2 separate regions of the Danio rerio genome follow, and region 1 is linked to region 2. Evidence: chromatin contacts called from public HiChIP or PLAC-seq data. All regions are on one chromosome and are shown on one strand. Each heading gives the region's core, a stretch centred on a gene start, on an enhancer-like site or on the middle of the called end of the contact. The rest is flanking DNA. Distances are from core to core; before and after follow the strand shown. Region 1 holds the start of pcgf5a (polycomb group ring finger 5a). Region 2 holds the start of LOC563567 (D(1)-like dopamine receptor).

Region 1 (5,543 bases), core at 1,322-3,821, 190 kb before region 2:
TCAGGCTGACTCTACTCAAGCTTTACACTGGTTAGTGAGACCCATTTCTGCTGCTAAGAGCAGCGTTTCAGTGAATGCTTTGAAGTTAGTCTTGAAAATGTTATTTGCACGTGAATAACTCCCGCTTTCTGAGTTGTACACATTAAACGCCTTTGAAATGACAGGTGATCACTTCTCTTGTTATTTTCCGACATCGCCCTGTTTTCATGTTTTGTTTCCTTTGTTTTTCTATAAATAGTGTTATTGAACGGCAAGTGAAATTGCTCGGATTTGAAGGACAGCCAAAGGTGTACAAATTTTATAGGTTGTCAGACATTCAAACACTTCCGCTGTGTATGCATAAAAAGAATGAAAGGAATATTGCATATTGTCCTGGAACTGTCTGTGGATGCGCACTCATTATTTTAGTATGTGTTTATGGACTGTACAGAATAAAGACATGAAAAATCTCAGTGCATGAGGGAGCTGATGTGTCTTTTTGAGGAGGTGGATGTGGGGTCAAAGGTCACTGCTCTGATGTTCAGTTGCTGTCAATATACTGTGTACACTAGTGGCAAATGCTTACATTATTCAAAGCTTCAACACAGATGTGTATCTCATTAAGAAATACACATGTTTCGCCATTCCCCCATCAGAGCATGTGCTCTCACCCACACATACTGTACAAAGATTCACCCACACACTTAGGAGGGAAGAGTTCAAGAGCTCTTTGGTACAAGTATAAGGTACGATATTCTATAATATAAAAATGGCTAGTAAAGGTTTCCAGCATCTTAAACTGGATTAGAGTGCATCAGCAGAAACTGAGATGATAGTGGTCACACTGCAGGGAGGCTGTCTCAACATCAGTCTGTAAAAATTGATTAAGTCCATGACATAAAACATAAATAAATCAGTTTGATCACCTAACAAAATGATTATTTTTTATGTTCCTCTTGATTTTTCCTATTTATTAAAATTGTATTTACTATTTTCCCCAACATAATCATTTGAATCTATAAATTTTTGAAGTTTTTAAAAAGGATTTTGTTAGATTAATTTTAGTTTAGGTTTTGTACTTATCTCTTTTGGTCTGATCTAACTTATATGCACAAATATACTATTGTAAAGCATTCTTTAAAAAATTAATGTTAAATACAATTTTCGAGGGGTGAACTCATTTTTGCTGAGCGCTGTATACATTGTTTGCCACTGAAGATTTTTGTTCTTCAAAACAGCTTTGTGAGCTTTATTATAGTGTCTTTCTATCAGTATTTGTTGTTACAGCCTTGTGCTTTTTTTCCTTGCCATAAAATAATCAGGTTTTGTAGGCAACAACAACAAAAATAAAATCAAATGGAAGACATGAATAAAACAAAATAAAGTAATAATAAATGTGACCCTGACCCTAATCCAAACTATGCCTATTCCCTTTCAGCCTCACCTAGGGGGTTAATAGTAGCGTGTCAGCCTTTACATTACTTAAAACTGAATGTAATGCTTTCTCAATCCCATCCATTTCTGCCCCACAGACTTTTAGATTTTCTCTTAATAATAATAACAATGCTAAAGGTCCATTCAAAAAAAAAAAAAAAAAAAAAAAAAAAAAAAAAAAATATATATATATATATATATATATATATATATATATATATATATATATATATATATATATATATATATATATATATATATATATATATATATAAATAAAATTATTGAAATATAATTATTAATTGTTTGATCAAATGGCTATATTCACTAAAATAAACCAATAAAGAACTAGAAAGATAATTTAAACGAGTTATTGCAAAAAGAAAATTACAAACAGCAAAATTTGTAGTATTTATTCATGTTTCTCTTGATTTTTCCTATTTATTAAATGTGTTTACTATTTTTTTCCCAACATATTTATTTGAATGTATTGTATTGAATATAAAATAAGGTTTTTGTTACTGACTGATCTAATAAGTTAAATAAATTTGTGAGGGGTGTACTAATTTATTCAAAACTGTTTTGTGGTTTACAATAATAACAAATTGTGAGCTTTATTATGGTGTCTTGCTATTAGTATGTTGTTAGAGTCTAATGTGTTTTCCTTGCCAAAAAAACGATCAGGTTTTGTAGGCAACAATAATAAAAAACTAAATAAAATTAAATAAGTAAATAAATAACAGCAAATAAACAAACAAGTAATAAATGTGATCCTGATCTCAACTATTCATATTCCCTATCAGCCTCACCTGAATTTCACCTGAATTTAATAGGGGGTTTATGTTAAAAGTAGCCTGTCAGCCTTTACAATATATGAAACTCAATACTGTTTCATTCCCATCTCGTTCTGTCCCACAGACTTTTAGAGTTTCTTTTAATAATAATAACAATGTTGTAAAGTGTCTCGATCCACGGCTCCGCGTAAACAAGCGCGTGAGTCCCCCGCCCCTCCTCTGCGCGAGCGAGCGAGCGAGCGCTCCTGTGTGCGCGTGCTGCTGCTGCTGCCAGTTCCGTGTCGGCCGCGAGTTTACCAGCCACGCACTGCCTGCACGCGCTCCATCCACCGCCGGGCTGCAGCGATGTGACTCTCTCCGGTTCTCACTACCCCCTTCCACGGTCTCCATTACCGAACCGGCGCAGTGAGGCGAGGGGATTCGTAACGGTGAGTCTATATTCAATGGCCACGGAGCGAGGGAATCTGCGCTGCGTTTATCGGTTTGGGGGCACCGAATGTGTGTAAAGTTTGGGGAGGGGAGAAACCGTGTCATGTGGTACGACAGAGGCTGCGACTCCGTCAGGCTGATATGCTGGAGCGGAGAGATGCGTAATTACGGAATGTAAAAACGGCGTCGCGAGACGAGCTCAACTTGCCATGTGTTATAATTTCCATGGGGATGACGTCACGCAGTCCTTGACGCCCGTGCGCGCGGCTCGCTCTGATGAGATAACGGGACTGTGACACAACTGCGCGTCTCGGGTGCACACTAAAAGCTAAACAGGAACAGGTCATTGCTTTATAGCGCGTTTACAAAATGAGGGTCGCAGTCTGTTTATGTTAGTTATTAATCACGTATCAGCCCGTGAGTTGCTGTTTTGCTCTTATACAAGTATGTATTACATAAAAGCCAGAGAGCGAGTGGTACGTCATCGCAAAAATGATTGACCGATGATGTTGTTCCTCTGAAAACACAATTCAACAGTGCATGCGAATGTTTAAATGTGTGAAAAGTCTGACCCTCAGAGAACCAAGTTCCTACGTAGATGATGTTCTCATGTCGTTGTTGAAAGTGCGTTTGGAAAGCCATTGGTAATAAAAATCATTAGTTTTTAAGGCATATGTGGCATTGCAGAAATGCTGGACTTTCACAGCTGAGTACTACAGGCAGCTTCACTACTGTACAGATTCCATATAATACTACATTATTGGGGTTTGTTGTCACAAAGGCAAGGCAAGTTTTTTTATACAGCACATTCCATACACAATGGCTACTCAAAGTGCTTTAAAATAAACAGGAATAAAAGAGACATGTAAGAAGTGTAAGAAAATAAAAAGAAATAATGAAAATAGATTAAAATGTGTTAAAACAGGTTAAAAATAATAAAAAGTGTATTCAGTGACATACATCCTGAGATAATTATACATGATGCTGACCATGTGTCAGGTACAAAAAAAATTATTTGTTGCAGGCTGTTTTTTTCACTTAAAGGAGAAAAGAGATTACTAAATGTGTTCAAAAGATGTGCATATATTACATTTATAAGTGTAATTAGTTTTTTCTCAGTCAAAAAAATTGCTTTCATTCAATGGTTCTATGCACAGAGTTTTAAACTTCCGGTATAAAAACTTAATGTGACTATTTTTAAATTTCACAAGGTTTTGCAGCATCAATGTTTTGATTTAATTACAATACATTCAGTTAAATTGACTTCAGCATTCATTTAGTTGTTCAAACATAAAATGAGATGGAAAGCCATTGTAACCACTTGCACCGTTAGAAGCAACAGGCTAGCGCAGAAATTCCAGTGAAAATACTGGGTTAAAATAATAGTCATATTTTAAAGACATGGCAGGAGGAAATGGGATATAATGCAGTGCTTCTTGTCCAGTCTGAGACCCACTTCATATCATATATCTAACAGGCACTGAAGATCGCAGATTTTAAAAGAAATCAGATCTTAAATGTGCCAATTTTGTAATGCAAAGACAGGTCACCCGAAGCCCTCGAGCTGCCTGGCTGAAAATGAAAAGTCTGTGTCCATGTAGCCCATTCAAAGTGTTAGAGGACTAATTCAGCTTATTTATCAAAATAAACAGATACCATTAAATTGCATTAAACTTGAGCTTCATTTGATGCAGCATTTAAATATTTTAAATGTGATTAATATAATGCAAACAAACAAAATATTGACCCACAGAAAAATAGCTTAATATTCTTCTTTTTAATACTCAACCGTACTGAAATTAGGCTCATGTTCTGTATAGTCTCAAAAAAGAGCCTCAATATGATGGCTGTATCTGGTGGTTTTACCGTGGCCACACAACCTTCACATCATCAAGCCAACAAAAACTTAAAAGAGCTCATGAAATGACACACCCTTCACTTTTTCCCTGTCTGTCTTGACAGGGACTTTCCTACAAGTTTTGAGCCTGAAAGAAGTCCTGAACTCTGATACAGTTGCTTAACAAAGCTCAGCTCCCAAGTCTGGTTTGAGTTGGACTGGTTTCAAAACACAGTGTGTGGTGTAATAGTGGAAGCACAGCACAAAACTGAACAGTCATACTAAAAGTTGGAAATATGTGTTATTACAATAAACCCTTGTATGCTTGTTTTGTTTTCAACCAGAGTCACTCTCTCAACAATAATGTCTTCAAATCGAAGTTATAACTGCCTCAAAAAGGAGGCGATAATGAAATCGCTGGGGCACAGGCAGCGCAGTGAGTCCAGCTTGTGATCTCCTGACCTCTGTGGACCCTTGAGTCGAGATGGCGACCCACCGAAAGCATCTGGTCCGAGATTTCAACAGATACATCACTTGCTCCATTTGCCGTGGGTACTTGATCAAGCCCACAGCTGTCACAGAATGCCTGCACACCTGTGAGTCATACTCGTCTCACCAGCTCTCTTTTCTCAGAATATTTTGGTACTTTATTTCCCCAAAGTGTTGTTTCTTTCTTTGGTGTTGAGATGCTTATCATCAGAATGAAGCATTTGTTTCATTTGCTGAGCTTATTTCTTTAAAAAAATTAGATAAAACATCTACAACATTTTCAGGCTGCAATTATCATGTATTGGACAGATGGTAGATGTCTTTTGGTAGATGTCTATTGGTAGATGTCTTTTAGACCTGCTCATACATGTCTGAGCATCATCATGTCTTTAGTTCTGTCGTTAAAACATATTTGTGTAACATTTAACATGACTGACATCCAAATTCTTGGTCAGGCCCTCTTATAATGTCTTGTAATGTTTACCAGATATTTAGCAGAATGTAACAGGTCAAAAGATTGACTTAAAATTGCTATTTGGGTGTCTATCTAAGGCTGGAGGGTGATTAAAAGTTCACAGCAA
Region 2 (5,397 bases), core at 2,193-4,692:
ACACACAGCTGCATGCTCTGGCCATTGGGGTTTTTGAAAGGTCTTGGTGGGTCAGGCTGGATTGAGGTTGCAGTGTCACTCAAAGCCTTTGTTCTGAGAAGATGAAACACTTTGCGAGCCAGGTGATGCTCAGAGCAGCGTCTTTTTATCAATACATTTTTTCCCCCACGGTTTTCAATTTGTTTTGAAGAGCTTCGAGACTGAAGAATTTCTGACTGAAAGCAGGATGACTGTGAAAAGCAAATCAGCCGAAATGGCTTCATCCTTGTGCAAGTTCACTCTCTCACTCTGACACAGAAACAAAACAAATTGCTGCAAAATTGCTCAAAATAACCCTTTTAATCTGTAAGGCAAAAGTCAGGCTTTATATGTGGGAATCAAAGAATATAAAAAACAAAGCAAATGCGCTTTTCTTGAGGTTTTTAATTTTTCATACAAATTTGAAAATGTCTATTAATAAAACATTATTGACCATAAAACAGACAGGTAAAGCTCTAAATGAATATCCATATTTGTTTTATCATTTATTCATGTTGTTCTTTTGCTTTAGTGTTTAACTTCTGAGCTGCCTATATGTGTCACGATCATATTCGTCTTTCTTGTGCTCAACAGATCCACTGTGCAAAAAAATCAACTTAATCACCCATGCAATGTTATACAACAAGGTCAGTTTTACACAAGAGGATCTGAGGATGAGATTTCAGCTGCTGCGGTCTTAATGCCCACATTCCTGTTTGTGATATTCTGCATTTTACCATGAGAATGTCTATTCATGGCATAATGCACACTACTGTGAAGTAGGTTAGAAACAGGGAGGAGTTGAGACATAAATCACTCAATGACCTGCTTGTCCTGTGAACAATTACCTTCAAACAGTAAAAATATCAGATTACTTGACCTCGGATTATGAATGCACTTCATGAAGACAACTGGTGATTGGGTGATTAAAATTACATTCACAGAAAAATAAATGTTTGGACTTTTTATACACTTTTATGTTAAGAATCAATAACCTTAATCCAGACGTGCGAACTTTGAAACCTATTGCAGGATTCTTGGATGAATGACTGAAATTATGTGCGTCATTAACTTTTGAATGCAGAAAGAGTTTTTGACATTTGACAGAACAAATGCTTCTCCTGCTTTTTATGGTTGAAATTACATTTCTAGATATGTGAATTGAGCATATATGCTTGGAAGGTAATGTAAAGAAGACAGAAATTCAATAGGATGCTTTAGAAAGCGAGTCATTACGTTTGCTTAGTGAACACTTTGACAGATCTAAAATATAGCAGTTGACAGAAAGGTGCAAAGATAATGTGATTTTCCTGCAATGGTTTAAAGCTATGTAATCTGCAGAAGTTGCCAATCGCATTTTCTCACTTTAAAAACATCATTTCAAATGCCTTCATTGGAAAAATAACATAAACTTGAGTGAAACACTTGTGCTTAATCATATTATTAAATTAAAAGAATGATAAAAATAGGATGCAGGTGAACCACTGAGATCAATACGGGACATGTGACCCAGTTTAAGCAATAATAGTTTTATCATCCACCTGCATCAATAAACTAATGAATAAATTCATTTTAAAAGTCCTTATGATAAATCGTTTATACAAACGGTTATTGGGGTTTGCGTCCAATGTCCAAATGTATAGGTAAATGTGTTGTGAAGTAGTAAAACAGTAGCAGTATTTATGTTTTGCTAATATGCAACATTTAATACTGCAAGCGATCGAGCGGCGTATAAAGCTACTGTTTCTATGGTTACCACTTTAGCGAACTTACTGTTTTGGTACTTCACTAATAACCTAACGTTGCCGATACTTTTTGGTCGCTGAAAAGTTAATTCAAAAGCTTTCTTTTAAGAACTGAATCTGTTCAGTACTTTGTAAAACATTCAACCATTTGTTTTGGTTTGCTTTGGAAAGGTTAATGACCTCTTAACCCCCCTGAGTCATTCAGTAATGATTTGGCCTGGGATTCCCTCGCACTCCATGAGTCCAGTCGAGGTGAATGGTGTGATCGTGTCCAGTGAAATCTCCCCGTCGCACTCAAACTGCCCGATGTTCGGTAACAGCATGTTTTTGTGATTCCGAGAAACGTTCGAGGTGACCGAATCCTTGTCAAACGGGAGACTCTGCTCCTCTCGAGTGTTCGCCATCTGGGCAGCCAGTGGTTGCGCTTCTTTCTGAAGGGTCGTGTCGTGGTGATAGGACACCAGCTCGTTACTGAAGTTCACCGTCTCCACGGCGGTGCAGGGGAAAATTTTATTGCAGCCCAAAATCGAGGAGAACGCTTTCCTGAAGTCCGCGTTAAACGCGTAGATGACAGGGTTGAGGGAAGAATTGGCCCATCCGAACCACACGAAGATGGTGAAGGTCGTGTCACTGACGCACTGGCAGAAGGGCACCATGCAGTTGAGCACGAAAAACGGCAGCCAGCAAAACACAAAGACTCCCATTATGATAGAGAGTGTTTTCAAAACTTTGGTCTCTTTCTTGAAGGTGGTTTTCAGAGAGTTCTCGTTGGAGCAGTCGTTGGACTGGTGGTGGTTTTGCGCGTGTTCCACCGCTCTCTCCAAAGAGGAGATCCTGCGGATCTGCGTTTGCGCAATACGGAATATCCTCGTGTACGTGGCGATCATGATGATTACGGGGATGTAGAAACTTATAAGCGAAGACGAGATGGCATAGGTCCTGTTCAGGTTGGCTTTGCAGTTGTCGCTGTAGTCTGTGCCGTTTCCCCCTGCGCCCTCCTCGTCGTCATCAGCCATGTGCCAATTGAGCTGAACCGGGATGAAGGAGATTAGGATGGACAGGGTCCACGCCACTCCAATCATCATGAAAGCCACCCGGTGGGTCATTTTACGCTCGTAACGGAACGGGCTCGCGATGGCCCAGTAGCGGTCCACGCTGATGATGCACAGGTTGAGGATGGACGCGGTGGAGCACATGATGTCAAATGCAATCCAGATGCCGCAAAACCGGCCGAAAAGCCATGTGCCAGCCACCGCGGAAATTGCCTCCCACGGCATCACCAGGACGGCCACGAAGAGATCTGAAACGGCCAGAGAAATGACGAAAAAGTTGGTTACTTTGGAGCGCAGGTGTCTAAATTTGACCACGGCGGCACACACGAGTGTGTTCCCTAAAAGCGTGGAGACGATCAGGAGGAAGAGCACAAAACCAAGCAGAGCGCGCACGCTGTTCTGCCCGTCTCCATCCTCTCGCTCCTGCGCTCCGTGCGCGCGGTCCTGCGTGTGATTTGTACCGTTCTCCATTTCTAATATCGTATCCATTACTACAGATTATCAACAAAGCCAGTCAGCTACATTGTTTAAGTTAGTCTTTAGGAGAGACCTGTCCGTTATCCAGCTCTGTCCCATGTTGGCAAGTTGGGATAACTGCGTCTGATCTCGGTGCTGTGCGCGTGGAATGACCCACATTTACGCACTGGTGCGTCTCGCTCGAGAAGTTCTTGCTTTGTGATTGGTTTATGTCCACACCGCTGACTCTGTGTGATCAACTCCGACATTCCTTCTCTCCGAATGACTAGTTGCCAATTAACCTAAAATACGGACAGAAAATGCCACCCTGCAAATGATAAATAGAAAACATTTAGACAAATGATAACAATTAACAGGTGACAGAGCAAATTGAAGACAACAATAATAATAATAATACCAATAGGCCTATTATTATTATTATTATTATTAAATTAATGTACCTGATATAAATAATATTTTTTGTTGAATTTGAAAAGATCTGCATTTACCAAAAATAAAATCATATATTTTCACATGGAATACTTTGTGAATACTTTGGCAGAATCAATCAATCAGTAAATCAATCAATTAATTAATGTGAGCCTAAATATGCATGCATGTATTTAATAAAATTAGTTTACCATAAAAAACTTGCATGTTCATTTTCAAACATTGAACATTTTCATGTTATTGATGCAATGACTGGACATAAAGAGTCAAATTATTTGTAGTGATGCATGGGTCGAACAGTTTCTCCTTATTTGACAAGTATGAAAGATACAGGTTTTGTGCATCGCTGCTATATATGTCAAACTGTATCAGGCTTCTGGTTTGGTTTTGTTTCCCATTATTTACTGAGAAACTCCTCTTATAACTGTCAATCAAGTTACTGGATACTGCCATACTTTTTGTCCAGTAATAGTGCACTGAGAAACTCCAGAATTGCTTGAAGATTTATTTAACTATTTGTTTGGCAGATTTGTTTGATTATTTTTTGGGCAGATGAAGAGTGTACATCATCCGTTTAAAGCAATCTGACCTTCATGTAAATACCAGAATATTTTAATTTATGAATACCTATAGACTTAAAAGCCTGGAGACTACACCAACTAAATATGTGTTCAAAGTGAAATGCATCTTTTTTTGCACAAAAGAAAGCTTACACAAGAGGCTTTCCTATGGAATTTAAATAACAATGCATAAAAGACTATGGTGTCATATTTATTCCTTGAGGAATATAGGACAAATCCAGCAACACAATACAAACCTGTTCTATAAAAACATGTTCCCTGGACTTTTAAAAATTTAAATAAGTAAATTCATAGACATACATCATTCGTAAGGCAATTATCAGTGCATAAATATACAAATATTTATGATTTTTTAGACGTTTTTATTGTCACAATAGTCGTAAAACAAAAAGACTAATCTAAACAACTAAACAAGACTTGTGTAATGCCGCCCTCTATTGGTCATTTTAAATTCTACGATAGATAGATAGATAGATAGATAGATAGATAGATAGATAGATAGATAGATAGATAGATAAATAGATAGATAGATAGATAGATAGATAGATAGATAGATAGATAGATAGATAGATAGATAGATAGATAGATAGATAGATAGATAGATAGATAGATAGATAGATAGATATGGTAAAACTTTATTTTCCTTTTCTCCCAAATGTTTTAGCGTTCCATATGAATAATGGAAATAGGCATAGATAGATAAATATATACGTTTTTTGCATTACATAGCCTATATGTGAGTAAAAAATATAACCTATTAATGGAAATATGCGTCTACAAAAATAGAAAACTGTTAAAGCTGTTACAACTTGGTTGTTGTGGGCTGCAACACAGAGTGTCTGCAGTTGCTCCAGCTGTCCGGTGGATGTCGCGTTAACTCCTGGAAATTCCACTTCCAGCCTTTCGCTTTGGGAGAGAGACACGCCGACACCACAATCAAAATGGCCTCTATCAGCGATTGCGCTGGACGTGGATCAAAATGTGCATAAACTACTACCCGCAGTGGCTTTACCATGCATCCTTAACGCTAAAGGCTTCGGGGGCGCGATGTCATGAGTATACCAGACCAGCCGAATTGGCGGACTACATAAGATG

The links. HiChIP or PLAC-seq counts read pairs in DNA pulled down with a chosen protein or histone mark.
Region 1: a contact with region 2 is called in an H3K4me3 HiChIP or PLAC-seq map of embryo, with 4 times the contacts expected there. The contact joins the promoter of pcgf5a here to the promoter of LOC563567 in region 2. A contact is called at or near these places in 2 of 4 datasets of contacts at active chromatin or transcription factors (embryo and gastrula embryo).

What each region holds. Positions count from the first base shown.
Region 1 is chr17:24,762,242-24,767,784 of GRCz12tu, reverse strand. pcgf5a (polycomb group ring finger 5a) reads left to right here and starts at 2,571. Exons shown (of 9, transcript NM_001128712.1): 1 at 2,571-2,635; 2 at 4,818-5,069. The coding sequence starts at 4,958.
Region 2 is chr17:24,576,257-24,581,653 of GRCz12tu, reverse strand. LOC563567 (D(1)-like dopamine receptor) reads right to left here and starts at 3,442. Exons shown (of 1, transcript XM_021474369.3): 1 at 409-3,442. The coding sequence starts at 3,304. The coding sequence ends at 1,961. It overlaps tbc1d12a (TBC1 domain family, member 12a), which reads left to right and starts at 5,241. Exons shown (of 13, transcript XM_021474367.3): 1 at 5,241-5,397.